Linked DNA regions of Mus musculus: region 2 is linked to region 1. A link is a contact called in public ChIA-PET data. All regions are on one chromosome and are shown on one strand. Each heading gives the region's core, a stretch centred on a gene start, on an enhancer-like site or on the middle of the called end of the contact. The rest is flanking DNA. Distances are from core to core; before and after follow the strand shown.

Region 1 (6,808 bases), core at 336-2,835:
TTGTCCACCAGAAAGTCCCACTACAATGTCCAGATGCTATTGCTCAGTGCCAGCTGTGCTTTTCTTTTCTGTCTTTTTTTTGATGCTTTTTTAATTTATTAGGTATTTTCTTCATTTACATTTCCAATGCTATCTCAAAAGTCCCCCATACCCTCTCCGCCAACTCCCCTACCCACACACTCTCACTTCTTGGCCCTGGCATCCCCCTGTACTGAGGCATATAAAGTTTGCAAGATTAATGGGCCTCTCTTTCCACTGATGGCCAACTAGGCCATTTTCTCCTACATATGCAGCTAGAGACACGAGCTCTTGGGGTACTGGTCAGTTCACATTGTTGTTCCACCTATAGGGTTGCAGACCCCTTTAGCTCCTTGGCTACTTTCTCTAGCTCCTCCATTGGGGGCCCTGTGTTCCATCCAATAGCTGACTGTGAGCATCCACTTCTGTGTTTGCTAGGCCCCGGCTTAGCCTCACAAGAGACCCAAGATACAAGATACAATTTGCAAAACACATGAAACTCAAGAAGAACGAAGACCAAAGTGTGGACACTTTGTCCCTTCTTAGAAATGGGAACAAAACACCCATGGAAAGAGTTACAGAGACAAATTTTGGAGCTGAGACGAAAGGATGGACCATCTAGAGACTGCCATATCCATCCCATAATCATCCTCCAAATGCTGACACCATTGCATACACTAGCAAGATTTTGCTGAAAGGACCCTGATACAGCTGTGCCTTTCTGGGTGACTCCATAGCATCCATCTGTAACTACTTCATAATAACTTGTCTTATCTAAATTGCTTTTTATCATATTTACACTTAATTTGTGTGTATGTCTGCATATACTCCATGTATGTAGGCTCACCAAAAAATATCCCAGGTGCTTGTCTGAAACTGGAGTTATAGACGGTTGTTAGCAGCCATGTGGGTGATAGAAACTGAACACGGGGTCATCTGTACAAGCAGTAAATACTCATAACAGCTGAACTATGTCTTCAGCCATGAATCTTGTATTTTACTGTTGTCCTGAGTCCCTTTTTTCCACCCAGGACCTCTCTCAAGGTTTTGGACTGTCCAGGTAACTCGTCCTTCAGCAGAATGTATCAGTTTCTGTACAGAAGAAATACTCACTACATTCCCTGGATGAAACACATCTCTCCTATTGATGGGATGATTGATATTTTCAGAGAACTGAGGTCACTTAGCCTGCTTCTCATAAAAACATTCAAATCTCAAAGTCTACAACTTTTGAGTAAAATTTTTGATATTATAAATGATGTGGCTGGCCACTGTCTGAGACTCTATTTGTTCCTATTTTATTTGTTTTTCATAGCAACTGAGAACAAAACAACAGAGACCAAGAATTGAAACTTTGTAAGTCTAAACCCTTATGCAGACCTAGGACAGGAAGGGCCAAACCTCAAGTTCACACCCAGCTTGTGGGTATAAGAGAGCTAAGTAAGAGACGCAAGGCAGTTAGGGCAGTTACAAGAACTCATTTTCCAAGACACATCTGAAAGAAAATGTATGGTGCTGCATCTCACTCAAGTCCAGAGGCCTTCAAGAGGGGGGAGCAGCTAACCAACTCTGACTCATGCCAGGGAATCAAGGCTAGGAGGGCAAAGGACAAGGCCTGGCCTGGGACTCCATGGATACTTGCCATAATTGAAGTTACAAAATATAAGTTGCTTTTATGTTATTTCATTTTAGGGTTGCTGCGGATTCTGCATAAGGCCTTATGTATACGAGGTATGCCTAGTGTCCTTATGTGTTCTTTATGCATGGAACCCTAACCAAGATTCGACTAGAACAAGGCTAAAGGGAGGACATAAGCTGGAGCTGAGGCCCTGCACTGCTGAACAACTGGAGCTGTCATCAGGCCGCGCTGTGTGATGTGTGGGGCTTTGTTGAAAATTACAAGCAGATTGTCATGTTCAAAAACTGCTAAAAATTTCAAGAAGATACAAAATAGCATCTTAATCATCACAATGAAATCCTCATGATTGGAGGAATTTTACTCAAAGTAAAGAACTAAATGCCAACACCCTGGAGTTTTCAGGATCGTGCCTTGAAACAAAATGAAAATATCTTATAAACGTGCCTAAACAAATCCTCCTTGCCCACTGTCATAGTTATAGCTAATTTTATTTATTTACTCAGACTTCCCAGGGTGACCACACGCATCTGCACAGTCTATCACGGTGCAAGCCCACGCTTGTGAATGGATGTTGAAAGACACTTTCATGAACCTAAAAGACAATGACGTTAAGGTGAACTTGTTGCTTAATTGAACAATATTCCAGAATCACATTTTAATAAGTTATCATGTAACAGTCTTGATGGAAATAAACAATATAATAATGTGTGCATTAATTTTTAAATGTTTATGGCTGTTATTTCATTTACAAATGAGTAAGGTCTCTGTGAATACAAATCTTTTTTTTTCATTTTTTATTAGATATTTTCTTCATTTACAAATCTTGATCAAACTAGCAAACTCTGCACCAACCACCCAAAGTATCTGCAATATAAAGACAAGCTACATGCTTTTACTCCCCTCTTGTGGTCTTGATTTGTCAGTGCAATGTCCCAGATAGCAAAAACATTTCAAGTCCTCAGCAGGCTATTTGATGATAATGGGAATTTAGAATAATATTCTAAATAATTTTAAATAATTAAGAAAATATTCTAACATATTTTTCAATAATAAACTTATGAGTTGTGTCATGGACCCCATGGAGTTAATTTAAATATTTCCTCTTGTGCTGTTTTGCCATGAAGATTGCCCAGAGAAACGTGTAGATGTTTTCACACCTGCACAAAATAGTCCAAATTGTCAATACTGTAAGTCAGCTAGTGACCTGGAATAAAGATGACTTGCTGGTGAATTAGCATCATCTTCTCAATTAAGTTCTCCATAAAAGAATTCTGGACTAAGTTTCCATCCTTTGTAATAAAGTCCCTCTTTGTCCTAACAGGAGAACATGTGGGATGCTGGACACACACTAGGTTAAGGATTTGCTACTCTGCATGGCTGTACTAGTATGTTGCCAGATGTTTCTTTTCATTCTTGCCATGACCAGAGACTCAATGGAGTCTCACTACCTGCCCTGCTCTCTCACCTCAGCCCCCTGCTCAAAAGATGCCTGCAGACTCTGCTCTTGGGACACTGATATTTCAACATGATCTGGTCTGAGAATTACAGGACAGCTGGCTCTCATTGACCTTCTTTTAAAAAATCTAAGGAAGCATAGAGCTTCCAGATGTTTTCACACAGGAGACAGCTCATGCTGACACAGGGCACCAGGATGTGAAAGAATACCTGACATTGTATATGAGCTCCTTCTTTGTTGTTGTTGTTGTTATTATTATTATTATTATTATTATTATTATTATTATTTTAAATAGTTCTGGGGGCCCAAATGCATACATCTGTTGAGGGCCTTTGATCTTCACTTTCCTGTGGAAAAAGATAAAGAGGCAAGAAATTATGTGTAGTAGGGACAGGAAGGGGGCTGCTGAACCCCCTTTTGATCAGGACCCTTCTCTGATAATAACTAACTTACTCTGATAATACTGTCATTAGTTCATTCAAAGGGCAGCTTTCTCATGTCACTTTTGAAAGGTGCCCCCCACTATACTTGTGTTTTGGGTTACTTAGCACATGAGGTTTAGAGACACATCCAAGCCATATTACAAAGTGTTATCTCCAGACCCATATTGCTCAAGCACTACCTGAGTTAGACTGTTCTGGAAGCCCCATTACCACTACACTTTCCCGGTCACTTCCAAAGGTTCTTGCTGACTCAGTGGGTCCAGATGAATTCTGACCTGCACATTTCCACAGGCTGACAGATGTGTTGCAGACAATCTCCCTAGAATCACCTTTACAAACCATTACCCTAAACTCTCTCTCCTCGTGACTCACAGCGAGGCCTATGAAAAGTATAATGACGCTTTGTTTCCTGTCAAGGTAAACCTTAGAATCATGGCATCTCCATCCACCAAGGTCTGTGTAAACATGTCATATTTCCTGGCTGTACTGAATTATTATAATATGATATTGTAGAGGGATTCTAATGATTAATAGTTGATAACTTCATAAAACATGTAATTAAATAGTCTCAATATATTAATGATGGACACATGACACTACTGTATGGGTTAGTTCTCCTGTGGCTGTGACAAAGGACCTGACAAGGAGCAATTTAAAGAGGGGTGTGTGTGGTAGTTCATGTTCCAGTCAAGGCACAGAGATGGAGTTGAGAACTTGAGGTGTCTGGTCAAGATGCACCAAGAGGTGAACACAGGTGTATGTAGGATTTCTTTCATTTACACACACACACACACACACACACACACACCACTTGAAATTCATTCTGGTCCCTCAACCCCTAGGAAGTTGGCATCTACAAAGTGGGTCCTCCCCTCCCCAGCTGCTGAATCTCTTTGGAAATGTTCACAGACACATCCATGAGTGTATCTCCAAATCCAGTGAAGCTAACAAGGGGTTTGATTATCACAGTTATCAATCATAAAGAAAGATCTTTATGTTCAAAAATAGCTCAGAGACTCCTGATCATGATTTCACATTCCTGATAGATATCATAAACCTTGCAGTCAAATATAAATAATAGTAATTTTACAAACCTTCAATTGTTTAACACAAATGACATTTAATTAACAGCTGTAATGGTTTTCCCTTTTAACCAGAAAGTTAAAATATTTGAAATGTCTTGCAATAACAGAAACGAGTTTCAAAAAGAGTGGAATGTGTGTGTGTCCAGTGTTCCAGAGACAATGTGTGCTCATCTTGTTGGAGCAGTCAGCTCCTGGCTAATGAGATGATTCAGTAAGAGGACATTGGCTGCTTTCATTTCATGTCAGGGGTGAGAGTCAAAGCCCTCACTTGAACTGTGCTGGCCTCCTGACAGGTTCCCTATAACAGGCCCTACTCTGCAAACCATGCTTTGGACTTCTTGTCCTGATCCATTGGAAGGGTCTGCAGAAATTTTCACGATGATGAGAGGGTGTCTGCTCACAGTAGACAGAAGTGTCCTTCTTGGTTCTCATTTCTGATGTAGATGCTACCTCATTTTTGGAGAGGAGGGGAAGAGGCTGTTAATGGCTTAGGGCTGAGGCACTGACAGGTTTCAGGTACCTCAGATTGTGTTTTCCTCTGCAGGTCACACAAAAACAGTGTAATGGAAACATCAGTAACATTTTCAAAGTACAGGGCCCATTCCCTCCAGCAGATATATTGAAGTACTGGCCCCTGCCTCTTGCCTCCTCTTATGTCCTGGTTTTTATATTAAGCCTCTTTTGAAAATTTCAACCTCATAAAAAAGACTCAAGGATTAATATGAAATATCTCCAATTTCTCCTTTTTGTCTTTTTACCTATAAAATATAGAAACAAGCTATTTATTTTTTCCTATTCATTATTGTAATAATATGCATGGTATATATCATATTAACTTAATCACTTAAGGGAGATTGTGCAGTCTTCCTTCCTTGGTGAATGTCAGAATAAGCCCAAGAAAAGAAAATTTATTAGGGAATTTTAATAAATCAAAGTACTGTTGGTATTAACCCCAGCCCAACTCCAGTAACTCAGTGCCAGCAGTCACAGCAGCAGCAGCAGCAGCCAAATATGATGTGTGCCCTTTAGAAATTCCCTGCCATCACTGTCTGCTCTCTTGCTCTATAGTTCTGTCTCACTTGCTCTCTTTGTCTCTTTGATTCTCTCTCTCCCTTGTCCCAGCTCTGAGAAGGCCTCTTGCTCCCCTCATCCCAATAAATATCTAACAATAGATCTGCTGTAAAGTGGAATCTTTGCAGGATTTCTGGACATTCACTTTCCAAGGTTATTTCCACTGCAGAACCCCTAACAGTTGGTAACATGAGTAATAATTTATACATCCTCTTGGAGAGCTGTACATTTTGTGTAGCTATACATATAGCAGTCATACTCACCAGAAGGATGGTCTGTGATTCCACATAGAAGGTTCAGATTTTACTCAAATTCAAGTCTGCAAAACACCTAGCCAGCTTCTGTCAGGGTTTTGGGATTTTTTGGTTTTTTTTTGTTTTTGTTTTTGTTTGTTTGTTTGTTTCATTTTGGATTTCTGTTTGTTTGTTTTGTTTTTGTTTTATTTCTAACCTTTGGGAGCTCTTCTACTGTAGCCAATTCATATGGATAAACTGTGTGTCATATAGTTCAAGACACACCTTTCTTTCCCTTGACTTACATGTTATGTTATTTTAAAATGTAGAATTTGCTTTTTACACTGTCGAGAGACTTTCCAGTTATCATTTTCTTATTAATTTCTAGTTTATGGTTTGAGAACATGCTGGGTATAATTTTTGTCTTCGTAAACTCCGTATGGTGACTTTTCTGGCTCACAAGAAAGAATGCCTAGTAAATACTGAATCATAACTTGAAAACTTTAGGAACATAGCAGGAAGGACTTTGTGCCCACAGATCTCCAGAGAGAAATATTAGGCAAGCAGAATTGGGTTTTCTAATGGAAAGATATAAAACCTGTTCTTCCACCCAGAAAGCTGGGAATTGGGAATGGTTAATAGCCATAGTGTTCTGTGTTCTCTGTTTGACCAGGTTATATCAAGCTCTTACAAGAGGAGGTTAGTAGTAGTCTAAATGACCCTTTTAGCAAGGGTCTCTCCAAGCATCCACCATCAGGACTAGACATGGCTCATAACCCAAATGACCTCTATGCTATCTGTATGGCTGAGACCAGGTCAGCTGCTTTCTTAGGCCTTTAAGCTAGAACAGGTAGTCTATCTAC
Region 2 (6,828 bases), core at 1,281-3,780, 470 kb after region 1:
TTGTTGCTTGTTTGATGTCAGGTCATGTAGCATCAAAGGGGACAAAAGCTAGAGAAAGCACATTGTGCTGGGTAGAATAATGAGAGATAAAATGGAGCTAGGGTTTCTCTGCCTCTAGATCTTCAAGTAATCTGAAGTATGGAAAAGAAAAGGAAATGTTAAAAATCTAACACGGATGAGGCTCGTTTTAACTTTACGGCGCTTCCCATGTGTTACACGTTGTCTTCCATGGCAGGAAGCTCACAGGCCGCGTCTGTTCTGATATTTCTCCTTGCTGCATCAGTGCTCGAGCAAGGGCTAGTCTTCCCCTGGTGTTTCCTTATCTCTTAAAGTCAGCTTTCCTTATCTTTGAGCATTGTGTTCAGTTCCATTTTATTGCTGGTTTGTGCGTTCTGGACAAGGAAACAGGACTTTCCCTCAAGGATCATTCCATACTTACAAGGTGTCCTCACAACTCTAAGTTGCCTCATTCTAGAGGACTGCTTCTCAGTTACATGGCAAGGACGCACTGACTCACAGCCTAGAGCTGCTTGGTGGCTGCCCTGGACAAAAGAAGCAAAGGTTCCTAGAAGGTAGCCCTAGCCTTCGGATTTGGCACCAGTGTCTGCACTGTTCCCCATAGCTCCTCAGTTACCCATGCAGATTCTTGTCTCTGCTCTTGATATCAGTGAGCCCTGATTACCAACAGATTGTAAAAGGGGGTAGAATTTAGTACCAACCGATACCTGGGATTCTTCAAAGTACACCAAGTCCCTTGTGAAGACACAGCTGTGGTTAAAAGGTGCTAAGGGTCTGCCAAATTATCTAATGCCACATGTCTTATGTCTTAGGAGTGACACCATATGTAAACGCTTGCTTCAGAACTGTTAGTAAGTCCTGTGCAGAGCCAGATATTATTCTGAAAATAGAAGAAATCTGTAAAGTTTGCCCACAGAGAAGTACTGTTTCATGAGTAGGGGATACATTGTATTGCACTAGCTGAGCTCCTCTGAAGGATCCATTGTTACCAGATCAACAGAGGTTTCTCATCTCTCTGGAAGAGCTGCTGCCTTGGAACAAACAGCCAAGCAACGCCTCCAAGCTTGTTTATACCAAGCTTGTTTACAGTCCTCCTAAAGACAGCTCTTTGGTGCACGTTGCTGTACAGAGAATTGCATGTGTTCTGGGATACAGGTATATCATGAAGAGTTTGAAGCCTTATACTTATAAAGCTGTTGACAATTTCCAGTTGTTTTTTGAGGTGGTGTGTAATAGTGTGGTCTGAATTCCACATGCATGAGTTAAATTAAGCAAGTTAGCGTGTCCATCCTCTCAGTGTTGTTCACTACCCAGTGACTATGCACCATGTCTCTGTCTAGCATTTTTGTCATGGTCTGTGCTAGTAAAATAGTAATAAAAAAGACAGAGTAGTCCACCATATCCCATCCTGGGGATGTCCATGGTCATCTGGCCTGTTCTATGTTGTTTAATGCCTTGAGTCATCAGTCAGGAACATAGAGTGATACACTCAAAATATTTTTAACATGTGGTATTTAGAATGTTTAGAATGTCAAAGAATACTCTGTAGTGATCTTTCCCTGGAGGCAGGGTGGTTCTAAAGGACTACTCTCTGGACACTTTTATAAAGTGCTTTGGAAGAAAAGAGCTCAATTTCATGGGAAAATATCATACCACACACTGCAGTGGTATATTAGTCGATTAACCTCCAAGAAATGCAAGGAACAGTACATTGCTCATTTTTTTGGTTGTTTTCCTATGAATAAGAGAATGTGTTTGATGCTCCCTCAGGGAGCTACACCTTTTTCTGTGATCGTGTTTTTTTTTTTTTTTTTCACGTTTTATGTCCAAGTGTAAATGATGGAAGAGATAGCATAACCTGTTCATATTTGTCTTAGAATATATTAAATTCAGTTTCTATGGCAACGTTTTTTAATTGGCAAATTCTATTCTGCTAGTACTCTCCAGCCTATTTTTCTTGGGTATATGGAATTGTCAGAAATGCTTCACATAGTAAAAGTTAGACTTAACTGTGCTCTTTGACAGGAAACATGTTCATGGGCCAGGGTTGATTTCATTTGTTAATTTTCTGTACTGTGTTTTCGTGGTTGGTTGCTGTGGCAATTATGTGTCTTTCTCGACACCCTTCCTGTGTCAAGAAGCCAGTGAGGATTGGTATTTTTGTCTGAGCTTACAAGTAGGTGACAGCCTTTCTTAACTGAAAAGGAAGAAAGGAAGGAAGGAGGGAAGGAAGGACAAAAGAGAGAAAGAAGGAAGGAAGGAGAGAGAGAGAGAGAGAAAGGGAGAGAGAGAAAGAAAGCAAGCAAGCAAGCAAGCAAGAAAGAAAGAAAACAGTGTTTGAAAATCCCCCAAATCCATTTAAGCAGGGTTCTGGGTGATTCTTGACTGTAACAGAATAAGCTAGACTGATATATCAGAAACACAGTTTTCTTTGCTCATCGTACACATACTGTCTCTTGAATCAGTGTGGTGCACAATGTTGAAGCAGGTACTGGGTAAGTTGGATTTGGCTACTGCAGTGTTATAAAAATAGATTAGGTAAACAGACACAGCAGGCCCATGCGGCTTGGGTTCTGACTCCTCCCCAGACTTAGTATAACTTTAATAGGCTGTAGTTCTAAAGAGAACTATGAATCTCTAGGGTGATTTCAATATTATATAACGAAGGAGGAGCTGTTTTATAGCAAGGAATCAGGTGTTATGTCTTGTAAAATAATTTCAGAGAGGTTTATCTGAAAGCTTCAGTTTTTAAGCTATTCCAGGCGACGGTGGACGTCTTTATTTTTTGCCTTTGCTATTTTTAGAGCCCTGCAGTAGCATAACCCTGCACCGCACACAAAGCAGTACGGCAGTTGGTGTTGGATGCAGAATTGCTATTAGATGAAAGCTAACAAAGCAAATCCTTGGAAAGAAGGAGCCTGTCTGCGGTAAAGACTTTCAGTATGAAAGTTGTAATGTAAAAATTAGAATGCTCAAGGATAAAATAACTACTTCCCTCTAAGAAGCCATGCCTGTTTAGTAGAGAGTAATTGTAGCCACTCACTTTAGCTACTCTGCACCACTGCAGATGTTCTGAAAAGGTGTTCCTTTCTGAATTGGTCCATGGCATTTTTGGATTTTTTTTTCCCTTTTATCAGAAGTCGTAGGAAACTTTTATAGCTGAGTATTTCAATCAGGTTTCATTTTACTCTTCTAATCCACATGCTTTCTGAATAATTATAGCACCAGTATGTGTATAAATATTCATATTTTATAGGTTGATAGGACTTATGCATTATCTCCAGTAGTCTAAGAAAAATAAAATGTGTTATCAACTAATAAACTGTTGAATCATCTGAAAAGCCCATTGTACAGAGGAATTCAGAAAGTAGTGGAGATGAGGTGGGCTATAACATCTGTGGAGTGAAGTGTGCTCAGAGCCACAAGCTTTGAGCATCATTCTGTGGTCAGTAGAATTCTTTTAGATTATTTATAAATCTATACTTTAGCTGTCTGGTTTTAAATATTTAAAAGAATACCAAAGATTCATGACATAATTAACCGTGTTGCTGCTTAAGAGGAAAATTAAAGCTCTCTGAGTTGGCCTTGCACACCTCCTTGTCTGTCTGCCTCAGTGTGTCTTTGTTTGTTCAGGTAGACAGCAACCCTGATGAAGTGGAGGGGATTTGTCCATTTAGGAATGTTTAGAGATCTGGGGGATACACTACACCGAATTATCAAGGTTCTTTTCATAACCAGACTATACAAACAGCACTTGAGAAATTAGTGCAGAAAGGTTTGTAGCATCATTCTGTCATCAGTAGAATTCTGATCTTTGGATTTTTAACCCTCACCAACCCTGTCTAATAGCTCAGAGCAGCAACATAGCCAGCCTCCTTCTGTATTCTCCAGCAGTTCCCGTGCTGAGAGCAGATCTCTCGTTTTGGGAATTGTCAGATTTCCTGCTGTTACATCTTTATCCAAGCCAGTCTGACTTTGAGCATTACTGCTTGCAAGTACTGTTAGGGAGAGGAGGAAAATCAATGTCTCCAAAATGGGCAGGGTTATAGCTCCAGACGCAGCAGGCTAGACAGCTGTACATCTGGACCCTTTACTGATGGTTTCGTCAGGTACACATGAAGTACATCTGCTGACCTACAGTTCTGTGACAGATAAATTAGCTGAATTATTAAAGAGCTTTCTTAATCACCAAACATGTTCTAATTGAATGATGAAGGATGAAGGTGAGCAGGCAATGAGTTTCAAAGGGTCTAGAAACAGGTGTGTGGTATAAAATGTAATGGTATACTTTTTCTTGTTGCTAGCCTAATTTAGTTGCATTTGTTTTCCCATATTGATAGGAAATGTATTTTTCATATTTTTAGATCTTGAATGGCGCTCAGTCTCTACACACACCCTATTATGCCATGAGACACTGATGCCATTCCTCTGTACACACAAGCCCTGGTGCACATATGCACATGCATATAAGCTCACCTGTAACATTTAGGTATTTAGGGTGAAATCAAGTGTTTGGAAATGAAATGCTGTTTCTCTTTTTATATTAGGGAAACATAGCCAACCATCAGTAACAATCTTATCAGATTGGACTCCTTTGTGAAAGAGTTTTAGGACAGGACCAAAATATCCTTGTCTAGACCTCTTCAGAGTAGAATAGAAAACCGTACTTTGTATAAAGTTCCGGTTGAGGCAGAACAGCCTGAAGGTTTCCAGACTGAGACTGAAAGCATCCAACAAATGCAGATAAACCTGCCTACCATAAACACTGCCACATCTCCTGGCATTCTCCCACTGCTGCATGCTGAACCAAGGGCTGCCCACAAAATTTCACTGAAATGTACCCTTGTTGCCTTAGTAGATAGATAATATAGTTATTACCATTTTGTTCATGAGGACACTGAGGGGCAAAGGACTAAGTAATAAGTACAACAGAGTCACAGGTAGGAAAGTGCAGGATTAGTTTTTAAATTTATGTTCCTATTTTTGCTTCTTTGAACCCCACTATTAGAATTTATCCCCATATCAGTTTTAAGGAATCAAAATGAAGAAGAGCGGTCCGTGTTTAAAAAATAATGTCTTCATGGAAGTGTGTGCTGGGTTACTGTTTCAGATTTGTTCAGTATTCAAAGCTACTGTTGAATTCCTGCCTTTCTCCTACATTTCCATTTCTTTTTTCCAACTTCTCATACCAATGAGCATTCCTCCCTTTGACCTTGTCATTTGCATTAGAACACTTGCTTCTTTGGACCTTAGACTATCATCAAGGGATCATAACTTTTCATCTAGCTCCAGAAGTCTAGGAGAGCTGACCACCTTGAAGGACTCACTTATTCGCTGCCTTTAGCTCTTGTCGATATTGTTTTGCTTTTATAGCATACTGTTAAGCATGGGCCAGGCATGAGCACCATGACAGTCTCCAAGAAAACACCCTTACACACTTCAGGGCGTTACAGAGTATATGTGAGAGCCAGAAAAGCAAATTGACCAATGAGGTGTTGGCATCGTAATTGGAAGCAATGAGAAATAGCACACAGTTGCACGAGGCGAGCTGAATGTCTGTCCCTTCCCACCCCCACCTCATAGGCTCATAGTAGAGCACATTTTGAAAATTCTGAGGAATTCATTCCAATTCTATTTTGGTAGGCAAGGAAAATTTAGAAAATTGGTAATAAAGTATTGCCAGTCTCTACTGTCATCTCAATGAATCACAAACTTTAGCTTCTTTTACTGAGCATGGATACAAACACAGAATCATTGAGTCCCATAATTTTGTTTTTTAAAAGTGTATCTGTTCGTAATGGAGAGAATTGAAATTTATACGTGGCAGGGGTAGCAAAGTCATTTCTCTTTATAGTATCAGGTTTTAGGAAGCTCCATTCTCCCAAAATATGGCGCTCATTCTCTCTACCAAAGGAGCCATTTCCTGTCAATGTCAAGGGACAAATGGCCAATGGGTGTTGACTGTTGACCAACCAAAACCAGTGCTGGCCTTTAGGCTCTTTCAGTATAGCAGCACAACTATTCATGGCTCTTTTCAGCGCTTCTGATCCTACCTCCTGCTTTAAACTCCAACTCCTGGGCTTCCCTCTTTCAGCTTCCCTCTCTCCCTCTCTGTTCCTCTTGTGGTCTGGACTCTTTCAGATGCCTTTGGCTGTGTCCTTCTTCGTATCTACAATTAAAGTCTTTCCATCAACAACACTTCGGAGTAGTCAAGTCTTTAGTTTATAAATCTAGTGCCTAAACCCTCAGTTTATACATCTGGTCCTGAAAGCTCTGGGTGGGAGCACAAATGGATCCCTCCCTTTCAAGGGGTCTTGCCTTTCCTAAGCAAACGAAGCTGCAGACTTGACTCTCCTAAGATACGCATGTATCTGTTTTGTTTTTATTTATTTAATTCTAGAGTCTTCCTCTTCCTTGCTTCTTCCTTTCACCTTCTGTACTTCTGCTGTGGTATTCGGGGCAGCTCTCTGGCTCCTGGAGCCTGCTTCCCCCTCCTGGGTGCCCTTCACAAATAAAGGCTCTCTCTCCCTCCACCTCCTCAGTCCTCTTCTATTGAGTAAATTTAACTGCAGCACTATCTGCTTTGTCTCTGTTGACTTGCTGGAGCTTACTATTACTATAAAACCATTCTTCTCAGCCTCCTGGGCCCCTGTCATATAGAAAATGGATGCCTCTCCTCTGTGACTGGAGATATCTCTCTCTCTGACAAATCTCTCAGTGCATTTGAGCATGCCCCAGATTGAAGCTCTTGTTGCACAGAACACTTATCCTCTCCCTCACGCCTTTCTCCTTCACTGCATGTTCTCGGCT

The links. ChIA-PET counts read pairs in DNA pulled down with a chosen protein or histone mark.
Region 2: a contact with region 1 is called in an RNA polymerase II ChIA-PET map of effector CD8 T cells, with 6 read pairs. The contact joins two enhancer-like sites. A contact is called at or near these places in 1 of 39 promoter capture datasets (cranial neural crest) and 2 of 115 datasets of contacts at active chromatin or transcription factors (effector CD8 T cells and embryonic fibroblasts).

The regions. Positions count from the first base shown.
Region 1 is chr3:60,109,901-60,116,708 of GRCm38.p6, forward strand. No RefSeq gene overlaps it. Among named protein-coding and RNA genes, the nearest start is that of Gm24382, 14 kb to the right of the region's middle. Within about 2 kb of position 1,586, at least 20 of the 459 cell types and tissues checked have an H3K27ac peak or open chromatin away from gene starts, as enhancers often do. A contact at or near this core is called in effector CD8 T cells, where this site is marked.
Region 2 is chr3:60,574,006-60,580,833 of GRCm38.p6, forward strand. All of the region lies in intron 2 of Mbnl1 (muscleblind like splicing factor 1), which reads left to right. Among named protein-coding and RNA genes, the nearest start is that of Mbnl1, 76 kb to the left of the region's middle. Within about 2 kb of position 2,531, at least 86 of the 459 cell types and tissues checked have an H3K27ac peak or open chromatin away from gene starts, as enhancers often do. A contact at or near this core is called in effector CD8 T cells, where this site is marked.